2 separate regions of the Mus musculus genome follow, and region 1 is linked to region 2. A link is a contact called in public Hi-C data. All regions are on one chromosome and are shown on one strand. The core of a region is the stretch at or near the end of the contact, and the rest is flanking DNA. Distances in the headings are between cores, read along the strand shown. Region 1 holds the start of Foxd4 (forkhead box D4). Region 2 overlaps Pgm5 (phosphoglucomutase 5).

The links. Hi-C and Micro-C count contacts between places; a contact is called where the count stands out from the background.
Region 1: a contact with region 2 is called in a Hi-C map of bone marrow-derived macrophages, with 21 read pairs. A contact is called at or near these places in 4 of 39 promoter capture datasets (the 3T3-L1 cell line, the HPC-7 cell line and pre-B cells), 12 of 484 Hi-C or Micro-C datasets (3T3-L1-derived adipocytes, the STO cell line, bone marrow-derived macrophages and 9 more), 9 of 130 datasets of targeted methods (the NIH/3T3 cell line, cardiomyocytes, embryonic forebrain and 6 more) and 2 of 9 other capture datasets (embryonic stem cells and macrophages).

Annotation. Positions count from the first base shown.
Region 1 is chr19:24,899,455-24,905,115 of GRCm38.p6, forward strand. It overlaps Foxd4 (forkhead box D4), which reads right to left and starts at 1,562. Exons shown (of 1, transcript NM_008022.3): 1 at 1-1,562. The coding sequence starts at 1,380. The coding sequence ends at 46.
Region 2 is chr19:24,696,556-24,702,298 of GRCm38.p6, forward strand. All of the region lies in intron 10 of Pgm5 (phosphoglucomutase 5), which reads right to left. Among named protein-coding and RNA genes, the nearest start is that of Gm38581, 7.8 kb to the right of the region's middle.

The DNA.
Region 1 (5,661 bases), core at 312-2,811, 200 kb after region 2:
GGTGTGCCAAGGCGACCCAGCCTGGAGGCTGGGCCTGGGTGCTGCTTAAAATTCGGGCAAGGTCCCCTCTCGGCCCGAAAGAGCGGCCAGGGTTGTCAGCCTACCGTCGTCAGCTGCAGGCTGTTGCCTCAGCAGCGCCGCAACGGCGGACAGGTGCTGGCCTAACCGCACGCCTTTACCGGGAGCGCAGCTAATGGCACAGTGATGCTGTTCTTGCTGCAGCGGCAGCGGCGGTTGCGGCTGCTGAGGCAATATTGTCCGGGAACCTGCGGACATGTGAAACAAAGGGGAAGCGGCCTGGGGGTGCAGCAGGCACGGTGGATGTTGCAGCAGGTGGCAGTAGCTCCACGGAGCAAAGGACGGACTCTGCGCAGACCCAGTTCCTCCTCCTGTAACCCCCTGCATGATGCTCTCGATGGTGAACGAAGCGCACCCGCGTCCGGACCGAGTTCCAGAGCTCTGGTCTCTCTCCCAAGGCTGGGAACCCAGTACGGGCTGCAGCGCGGGAATGGCTAAGGGGGTGGCGGGGTCCGCGCCTTCCGCTTTTCTAGGGTTGTCGCCATAGGCCGGGGCCGCGAGCAGCAGGTAGCGCATGGGATGCGGATGCAGCGGGGCGCACGGGTGACTCCGAGGCGGGGCAGCGGGATGAGCTGCGAGGTTAGGCTGTGGTGGGGCAGAGTAGCGGAGCAGGAGGCTGGGCTGGGAGACGTGCAGGGTGGCGGGCACAGCGGGTGGAGGGAAAGGGCAGTGCGGGTGGCCTCCCGAGGGCGGGTGGTGGCGCTTGAAGCGCTTCCTGCGCCGGAGGAAGCTGCCGTTGTCGAACATGTCCTGGGAGGCGGGGTCCAGGCTCCAATAGTTGCCCTTGCCCGGGTGGCCCGGCTCGCGAGGGATCTTGACGAAGCAGTCGTTGAGCGACAGGTTGTGGCGGATGCTGTTCTGCCAGGCGGGGAACTTACGGCGGTAATAGGGGAAGCGGCCGCTGATGAAGGCGCAGATACCGCTGAGCGTCAGGCGCTTGTGCGGGCTCTGCAGGATGGCCATGGTGATGAGCGCGATGTAGGAGTACGGGGGTTTGGCGGGCTGCGGGCCGTCGGCTGTGGTGGTCGCCGGGGTCCGTGGTGCTCGGAACTTGCGGAGGAACCCGGAGGAGTTACTCAGATCGCCGCAGTCCCCCGCGCTCCTCCCTGCAAGAGTGCGGGCTCCGGGCCTCTGCAGGGATCGCTCCAGGCACTTATGGCTCTCCTCCTCGTCATCCTCTTCTTCCGTCTGATCTCCATCTTCCTCCTCTGCCAGCACGTCGATCTCCACCTCATCCTGGTCGGAACTTAGAGGACTGGGCGGTGGAGTGGAACGAAGGTGCCCAGCTCTTGCTGAGTTCATGGAGGATAGGAGGGAAGAGGGAGAGGAGGGGACGGACGTGGGGGCAGCTCACCTGGTTTGGGATGGGTGAGTTAGCAAGGATGAGTCTGCTGGGAAACTGGAGCGCTCCTAGGTTAGGCTTCCTTGTTCTTTTCTGCTTTTTCTTTCTAACACCCTTTGGCAAGGAGCACTTGGTGTTTTAAGTTTCTCTGAGAAGTGCGCAGCTATATATCCTTCTTTGCCGTTCCTCGGGCTGGAGCCACGTCCTCCTGACGCGGTCCAATGATGGGGGGTCCTTGGTCCCTCCTCTTCACAACCATCCACTACGGAGGATGGTTTAATCAGCCAAAGTGCTCTGACATTGTGCGGGCTCTGTTGATGTTTCTCTAAAGCTGCACAAATAAAAATCAAGAGGGAAAACATGATACACAACGACGATGTGGGACCACGTCGACATTTAGACCTTCCCAGTACTGACTTTGGCGAGTAATGAGATGTATCTCAAACAGAATGGCACACTGACTTAAAGCTATATGCCCCCATTCCAGAGAAATGGCTCCTTCCCTCCTCGTAAACTTCACCAAATAATCCCGTGACTCGATTTCCCTAAAAACTAAAGCATCCTAGCATAAACTGTGGAAGTTCAGTGTGGACTTTAAAAGGAAAAAAAAAAAAAGTATTTTCTTAGTCTCTTTTCCTCCAGCTTCTTTTACTATTTAGCCAGCGGAGCAAAGGTGCAAATTATTTTTTCACGTTCAGACAGGGATGCCTAGAAGAGGCTTCAGAAAGCAACACACTAGCACCACAGAGGCAACTGGTATCTTCATCTTCTTTTCCTTCGTTGTCTTTACCAACTACATTGATTTCACTACACAAATACTGTTTCCCCCAAAGTAATTTTATAAAGAAAGGAATGCCCTCACTATATGAGTGCATCTACCTGCTTGGCTTTGTCCCCTACCCCTCCCCCCAACCCGAACATCCATCCAGAAACACAAGTGCTTTACTGTGGTAATAACAATAAATCGAGGAAGGGCGGGGTTGCAGTGTCCCTGACACTAGATAGTCCAGAGGTCCATGGTAAGGCATCCACACTGCAGAGCAGGACAGGGACCCCAGGACTTGCTTGAAGGCTTTGGAGTACCTAAGCTTTTAGATTGGTTTCATGTGAGTTAGCCCAGCAGCTAAAGTAACAATATGGTAGAGTATGTCTGTTACATAAATAGGGATTGCATAGCAAAATACAAAGTACATATTGGGGGAATTGGGAAGGTGAAATCTAAAAAGATGCACTAGGAAAGGATGAAAGTTGTGCCACCTTCAACGTTTATGTTTGTGATTGTGACCTTTATTGAGAAATCAGAAACTGACTACCAAAAATAGCTCATCGCCTTTGGGATTAAAGTAGTTTAAAGAAGTTAGCATCTTTTGGAGAGCAGCTCCCTTGCCAGCCTTTGAGTTAAGCTGCATTGCTCTGTGGAGGGTTTTACCCTCCAAGGCTCTCTATTGTGTGCAGCTTGAGGTAGGACAAACAACAGATCTGAGCCTCACAGATTTGTGTTTAAATCCAAAATTGACCAATGACTATTTGTGTGATTTTAAACTGCAGGAGGGCCGGCAGGTGTCTCATTCAATCTGCTGGCCCCAGATGCTGCCCTCACCCCCTGCTGGAGAGACTCGGTTCCCCTTTTCTGATTATCTGTGTGAGAGAGAGTATTGTTGGTTTTCCTAAAGTCAACTGCTAGGGGGATTTGGGTTATTTACAAATGAAAGGGTGTAAGAATGTGCTCAAAAACAAAACAAACCCCCCACATTCTGGGGCTAATCTCAAAGGTGACTCAGGAGCCAACTAAAGATCTCCCTGTGGCCAACGCTGGGGCAAACCGAACAGTCAACTTAGCTGGTTATAACTCAATGTCTAAAATGTATTTGTGTGTTCACGTTGCTAAGAATAACTGGTTAAATCAATAAAGGAAATCTCTTGTAGAATTTCAAATAACTCACGTAGTTACTCAAGATGGAGTCTAATTCCCAACTACTTAACATGAGATTTTCTCCCAAAAAGTCCAATAGAAAAAGGGACAGGGTAGCCTTTCCTGTGGAGAAATCTGATCAAACCTCAGCCAGGAGATGAAGGCCAACCCCAACTCCGCTGCAGCACAATGATGTGTAGTTGCTTGATGTAATGTCAATGGCAATCCAAAGCCTAACTGAAGAGCACCTATGTGCCTGCCAAAGGCACAAACCATAGGACAGCTAAGGCACTGTCATAATCTACAGCAGCCTAAGGGGACTATTGAGTGCAATGGTCTATCCTGGATGCGATTCTTCAACAGAAAAAGAATATGATATGTGGATTCCAAATAATCTGAGCCTGTGGCAAGGTTGGCTCACTAACAGTAATAAATGTCCCCTAGCATGTTGAGATGTTAGTGTGTCTATCAATCTAAACCTTTAATAAGGGCAGGGTGTTGAATAGCTCAGTTGGTAAATTGCTTTGCTTTGCATGCTCAAGCTCTCCAGGAGTTGGGTCCCCAGAACCCACAAAAAAAGTGGCACAGTGTGTGCATAGTGGCACACTTGTAATCCCAGGGCTAGGAAGGTAGAGACAGGAAGGGTCCCTGAGTGGGAGAGGCCCGGTTGAGGTTGGAGTGTGCGTGGGGGATAGCACCTGAAGAACAATAGGCTGGCCTCTGACCTCTACATGGGCACACATACACAATTCTTACTTAAAATTGACCCAGTTCTCATTAATTAAGCCTATAACCTCAGCTACACTACAGAAGCTAGGCGAGGAGGATTCCAAGTTAGAGACCTACGTGGGCTATTAAGAATAAGTTTAAGACCAGTCTGAGAAATTTAGTGAGCTCTTATCTCAAAGTAAAAAGAAGACTGGTATACTGGTTAGGTTTGTTTGTTTGTTTGTTTGTTTGTTTGGTCATTGTTGTTGTCTATGTGATACTACCTAAAATCCCCTGAGAAGAGGATTGAATTAATTAATTAATTGAGAAATCAGAAACTGACTACCAAAAATAGCTCATCACCTTTGGGATTAAAGTAGTTTAAAGAAGTTAGCATCTTTTGGAGAGCAGCTCCCTTGCAAGCCTTTGTTAATTGAAGAATTGCTTTGACCAGATTGGCCTGTGGTCACATCTGTGACATTGTCTTGATTGGTGACTGATGTGTCCCTGCCACACTGACTGTGGGCCAGATGAGCCTGAACTGTGCAAGGAAGGAAGCTAAGCATAAGTTAGCAAGCATCATTCTTCCATGGTCCCTACTCCAAGTTCCTGCCTTGAGCTCCTGTTCTGGCTTCACTCAGGACTATCACCTGAAAGGTAAGTTGAAATAAAGCCCTTCCCTTCTTGCATCACTTTGGGTCAATGGTTTGACACAGCAAACTATACCAGCTAGGGCACAGCTCAGTGGCAGAAAGCATGCTGAGCGTGTGTGAAGTCCTACATTCAGTTCCCCCACGATGATTCAACAGAAAGACCTAAAGGCCATAGGTAAGAATTCAAGTATCTGTCAGCTGATGGGTAGATACACAAAGTAGATACACTGCACTGCATGGATGCATGCAGTGATTTGAATAGGTTTGGTCCCCATTGTCTCATGTGTTTGAAAGCTTGACTCACAGGGAATGGCACTATTAGGAAGTATATCCTTGTTAGAATAGGTGTGGCCTTGTTAGAGGAAATGTCCCATTGTGCAGGTAGGCTTTGAGGTCCTATGCTCAAGCTCTGCCCAGTGGGGAAAGAGACCATCCTCCTGGCTGCCCGTTGAAGAGTCTCCTACTGCTGCCTTTGGATCAAGATGTACAACTCTCAGCTCCTCCAGCACCATGTCTGCCTGCATGCTGCCATGTTTCCCACCATGATGATAATGAACTGAACCTCTGAAACTGTAAGCCAGCTCCAATTAAACATTTTCCTTTATAAGACTTGCCTCGTGTCTCTTCACAATAAATGGAAACCCTAAGACATTATACTATGGACTATTACTCAGCAGTACAGAATAAAGTACCGATACATATTACTTCAAATGGAACTTGAAGAAAAAACGTAAAGGAGTTTGAATACACCACTCTTCAGAGATTAGTGTAGGAAACAGAGAAGCACTTGTTAAGGGGCATAGAGCTTCTTTGGAAGTTAAGTATAATGTTCTAGTTAATTACCTAACTGTGGGCTTAGTGTGTGAACTGTATACCTTAGTAAAAGTGTCAATTGTATGGGACTATGAATTGAATAAAACAAAGAGCACTAGCAATGAGAACTAAGTTGTATGCCCTGAGGAAGGTCC
Region 2 (5,743 bases), core at 961-3,460:
CTAGACAGAAAGGGTCATTTCCCAAACTCCGTCTCCTTGTTTCTGTCCCTACCTTATGGGACTAGAGGGGATGGATGCCACTAAAATGATGGTTTGATGCATGTCTTTTCGGTTTTTTGGTTCTTTTATTTTTTTTTTTTTTCTGTCTTATTTTCAGAGAGTTTGAATTGCTACCAGAAGCTAGAACTCTTTTATACGAGGTTTGCTCTATTCTGTAATTATATTACTGCCATGAAAATCCAAATATTTCGATTCTTTGAAAACCAGAGAATCTAGCAACCTCGATGCCATATATTAATATAACTAGGGAGAGACCAGTGTCCCCCAAATTCCCATCCCACTCTACTGTCTTAAACTCACCCCTGTGTTAGTGAGTATCTGAGCTTGCAATCATGGAACTGAAGCACTAAAATAACACCAGTGTGCATGACCAGTGAGAAAGCAGGGAGTATACCTGGATAATTACATATCCAAAGATCTAGGGCATCTAGATTTGATTTGATTTTTTTTCTCTTTTGCCCACACAGATTCTCAGCCGCTAGGGCAAGCTGACAGGTTATACATGGAGCCCAGAAACCTGTAGGGGGGGGGGAGGAACTAGGATCCCTTCCCCACTGCACTGTTCCAGTGGTGTAAACTCAGCACACATTACTCTGAACTGACTGTGACTCAGGCATGGAACTGTCATCTACACTGTCCTCACACACCACAGTCCTCCCTGGGGGACACTGAAGCCGAAAAAAAGCACCATGAGACAGTCTTTGAGTCTTCTCTCAGGGATAAATAATATTTCTATTTATTCTTTGAGAATTTTGTAAATGAGAAAAGAAAAATCTATCTACTTTCCTATCAAACATTGTATTTCCGTAGGTGGATAATTAAAAAGTTACAGGGTGATGCAAATGTTCTTTATAAATCAAAACATCACAATATCAAGGTTTTAAACATCTGGGGATGGTAGTATTAGGATATAGGTGTTCATTCCAGATGGACCATAGAATACAAAGGACAAATAGGTCAAAATAAGGGGTGATTAGACGACAAAGTGATGTTTGGATGGTACTAGATAGGTCAATCATTTCCTCTGGAATATATGTATTTTAAGTTATTATCTTAATATAATATAATAATTAATTAACAATTAATTATTTTCTCTGGAATATATTATTTTAAGTTATTATCGACACATAAACTAGAAGACAAAGACAACCATCTGTTTTATTTTACTAAATAAATATTTGTAAACAAGAGATAGGAAGAAAGAAACGGACAAACTACTGTGAGAGAGATGAGCTTAATAGAGATGCCCAGGCCCAGGCCTGTGTTAGCAGGGGCGTTTCCACTGAGTGGAATTGAGGGCGCCAGCTCTTTTCTCCTCCCTGAGGAACTGTGGAGGCCTAGGCAAGGACCTTCATTGCCTCCATGTTAGAAGCACCACCTTGTCCCTTCAAGCCAGCCCTTCCTGAGGTCAACCTGGACTGGTGACACTGCTTATCTTGGGGAGAGTTAACAGGCTCTCTGTACAGTTGTTCTCCCAGAGCCTGTTTTGCACAGCTGATGTCCCTGTCTGTATCGCCTAGAGGATGCTGCTTTCTAACAGGGCTAGTCAGCTGGAAGAGATCTGGAGACAAAAGGGGTCAGAATTAGGCTTCACTTCCTGCTAGTCTGGAATTGTAGCACTAGAGGATAAGACCTAGGAAGATGGGTTGGTTTTAAGTAATTCTGTGCCAGACTGGAAGGTACTCTGGGTACACCAGGGCAGTTTTCAGAGGTGGCAGAGCATCTCCATGTTTTTTGTACCTGCAGTCCAACACCATAGCACCAGAGGATGGGAAGGGAACCCACAGCCAAGGAGTCTTCCCTGCAGTGCAAAGCCATCAGTGGGGTTCCTGGAGGGCCACTATGCACTTTATGTGTCCTCAGTCACAGGAGCATGGTTCTTCTCACGTTCTGTGCCTTTAAGACTCAGCTGTCATACAAACCCTTAGTGTTTTAAATAATTGCTCTTCTCCTTGTAATGCGAGTTGTGCTAGACTGTCTACCAACAAATTTAGCAAGACTTCCGTGTCTTGGAAAAACATCAAATTAGAAGTTTCTTCACCTCATCCAGGGCTTATTTTGAGTCTCGCAGCTTAGCTAAGATAGCATGCAAAGAAAACAAGCTCACTTGTGGATTGACACTGAGGTAAGGTTTCTATGGAGATGCAAAGTGAAACTGGTCTTCCTGTTTTCCTTTCTGTGAATTGACCTGGAAAGCAGAAATAAATCTTCCGAGGGCCTCGGAGACAACTTTTTTTCTTGGGTTGTTTTCTGTGCTCTTGGTAATTTTCCAGCTGTAGGAAGAAACAGCGGAGGCTAAGGAGCCCTCGGAAGTACATGATAGTTGGGTTGGCATTTGAGGATTTATCTGGAAGGAAGGCCAAGCCTGCTAAGCAGAGGGAGAAATAAGGATCTCAAAGGCCAGCCACTAAAGGCTTCTCTGACTTTTAAGTACATGTGAGTCACCTGCAAGCTTATGACAGTGCAGATCTGTTCAGTGGATCTGAGAGGAGGCATGAGTCTGCAATTCTAAGCAGCGCCTGTTGCCTCCAACCAAGAATCCTTTGGGTTGGGAAATTTCCAAGTAGTTTGATAAACAATAATTATACTTGTTTTATAATTCCTTATCATTTTTTCCTAGCTAAAAGTGAATTTTCAATAACTGCAAATCCCTGAGCCCTGTCAATATGACTTAGACAATGTTAACACAAGCGGAAGTGAACAGCTTGAGTCGCTGAAACAAACACCCACAGACTGAAGAACAGCAGGACACGTCCAGCTGCAGGATCTCAGGACTGCATCATCAAAGTGTCTCAGCATTTTGGGAACACCACACTGGCCATCCTGACCCTAGGTTATGCTTAAGAGCAAAGGATAGACATTGAGGACAGACTCATTGCTTGTGGTGGATCCTGAATTTGGAAGTGAGTATGGGAGTTACCATTTAAGGCATCTGTCCCTCACAATCCTGCAAGGGAAGTTTGTTCACACCAGTGTAGCTTGGGCAGCTGGAGAAGTGCCCGTCCGTGTTCTAACAGTTTGACACAGACGGCAACTAGACTTTTCTTTCTCCATTTCATTTAATCCTTTTTTTCTGGCGTAGGTAAAATATTTTTCCTCTAAAAATCATGTCAAAGCTACTGCTTAAAAAGAAGGAAGAAAGGAAGAAAGGGAGAAGGGGGACAAGGAGGAGGAGGAGGCATAGGAAAAAGAGGAGGAGGAGGAAACTTTCCAATAGGAAACAAAATACCTGAAAATTTAGACTTCAAAAAACATTTTAAAGCATTTCCCTGTTTGGTTATAATCAAAAGCTAAGATGTTTAATCTCATTAGGCCAATTTTGCAGATTTTGAAAAATCTTGAAATTTATCCAGATTCACAAACACACATAAGTACTAGTGTAATTTTGCTTTTTAAAAATATTTCACTTATTTTTATTTTATGTGTATTAGTATTTGTCTAAGCATATGTCTATATACCACATACATGCAGTACCTACAGAGACCAGAAGAGGGTTCTTGGATCCCCTGGGACTAGAGTCACAGACAGCTGTGAATTGTCATATAGATGCTTAGAATTGAATCCAGGTCACCTGGAAGAGCAGCCAGTGCCCTTACCCACAGATCCCTCTTCCCAGCCCTGTAATTTTACCTTTTATAAGATAAAATCTTCAGACAAAGACATTTGGATCTATGCATCACTAATGTCACAGGAACCTGTGCAGCTGTCACGTTCAGAAGGCTCACATGATGCAGTCCCTGATCTGAACCTGGCCTCTACTCAGGCTGGGTATAGCCTATGAACTAAACATGATTTTATGCTATTAACTGATTTTTAAAAAATTATCCAAAGACATCCTGACATGATAAAATTTGAAATCCAAGTTTTGGTCTCCACAAACGTGATTCTCTTGGGATCCCAGCCTCTCTGTGTTGCTCATATAGACCTGGTCTGGAAATCAGCAATTCAGTTTTCAGGTCAGCAGTAGCAGCTTGATCCACTCACAAACACTTCACAGATACACCAGCAGTCCGTTTAGGGAGAGTCAGAATAGCAAACACGAATCAGCAGCAGTGGCACTGCCTACCAGAGACAGCCAGGCCTCAGCCTTGGCTCCAGTCACCAGGAGGTACCCGGAGGGATGCCAGGAGAAGTTCTTGGTTGTGCCTCTCTCAGCCAAGTGAAGACCAGAGACCCACAAGCGTTGCACAGCTAGCTCTATAAGGAAGCCAAGCTCAGCCCCTGTCACTGTCCATTGAGTCCTATTTATACCCTCCAAACACCACGTGTCCTCTACAGGTCTTGCCTCAGCACAATGCATCTGTCTCAGCTGACATCACTCTGCCAATCAGCCCAAGTCCACAGAAGTGGCAAGAAACAGCCTCACGTCACCAGAAGGTTTTTTTGGTGCGTTTCTTTCTATGGAGTCCCAATAAATGCAGCTCAAGGTGAGGTGGACCAATATGTGTTTGTTGTTAGCAAAGAATCCTTCATCATGTGTCCTTTCATGTGCTTATTTTAGCAGAGCATCCTTTCAGCTGCGTCTGCCTCAGTGAAATGTTCCTTCACGAGTTTCCCTTTGCCTTTCACCTGTTTCTACGTTAATGAAACAATCTTTCACGAGTATGCTTTAGAAAAACATCCTTTCACCCATGTCTGCTTCAGGAGAGCACTCCTTCACATGTTTGCCCCAACAAAACACCATCCAACACAACTGACTTTCCAACAAACCCTTGAGTCTCCACTGCAGTCTCACCTAACTTCAATTCCTAAGTCATGACCCTTAAGTCTCCACTTGGATCTCACCTAACTTCAATTCCTAAGCTATGAAGTATGGAGTGCTCAGGTTCCAGCCAACCAAACAGCATCTCACATGACAATTTGTACCAAGAGATGTGCTCAGCTATGGGCCCCTCCCATTCTAAACTCCAACTCCTCTTTGTTTGCTTTCCTTCTTCCCAGGACCTAAGCATTCTGCCATCAAAATACTCCCACCCCCACTGCTGAGCTCCTCTGAGATCCCAGCATTACTGGGATGGAAAAAAACAAGAATGAGGGATTCCCCTGTTGTGCATCTTGCACACAATGTCTCAATATGGCACTAGGATGGCAACCTGAAAACCAGGCAAGAGCCTAAGGAGAGTTGAGCCACTCTGACAGCGGGTGCTGTCTCCCACACTGGCACATGACTGTGGTAAAGCCTGGCAGCGCCCTCTCCAGGTGCCGGCTGGTTATACTGAGTCCAGAGCTTTGGTTTATGAGCAAACACAATGATTTACTTGTGCCGCTTTCTACGAAAAGGTGCTGACATTTTTGTTGGGCTGTCCATCTGGGCTGGACCAAAGATGTTGTTAGAAAAGCTGGATTGTGCTGACCGCAGCCTGTCAAACCAATCATCTGGCAAGAGGAGCTGTGACTGGTGTCCTTCTGTCCTTGTGTGACCAGCACGAATTCATTCATGCTTTCTGAGGCCGAGTAAACAAGATCCAACAAGATTTGATGATTTGTGGCTGTAAATAGTGCAGGGTTAACCAACAACTGCTTAAACATGTGCCTGGGATCCAGCAGAGCAGAGGCTCGGTGTAAACCTGGTAAGAGTTGTACCTTAGTTTTAGAAAACCGGGAAAGCATCAGAAGGAAGAGACTTAAATGTTAGATTTCCTTACACTCCTTTAAAAGCCAGTTCTGCTTTTGTCTTGTCAAG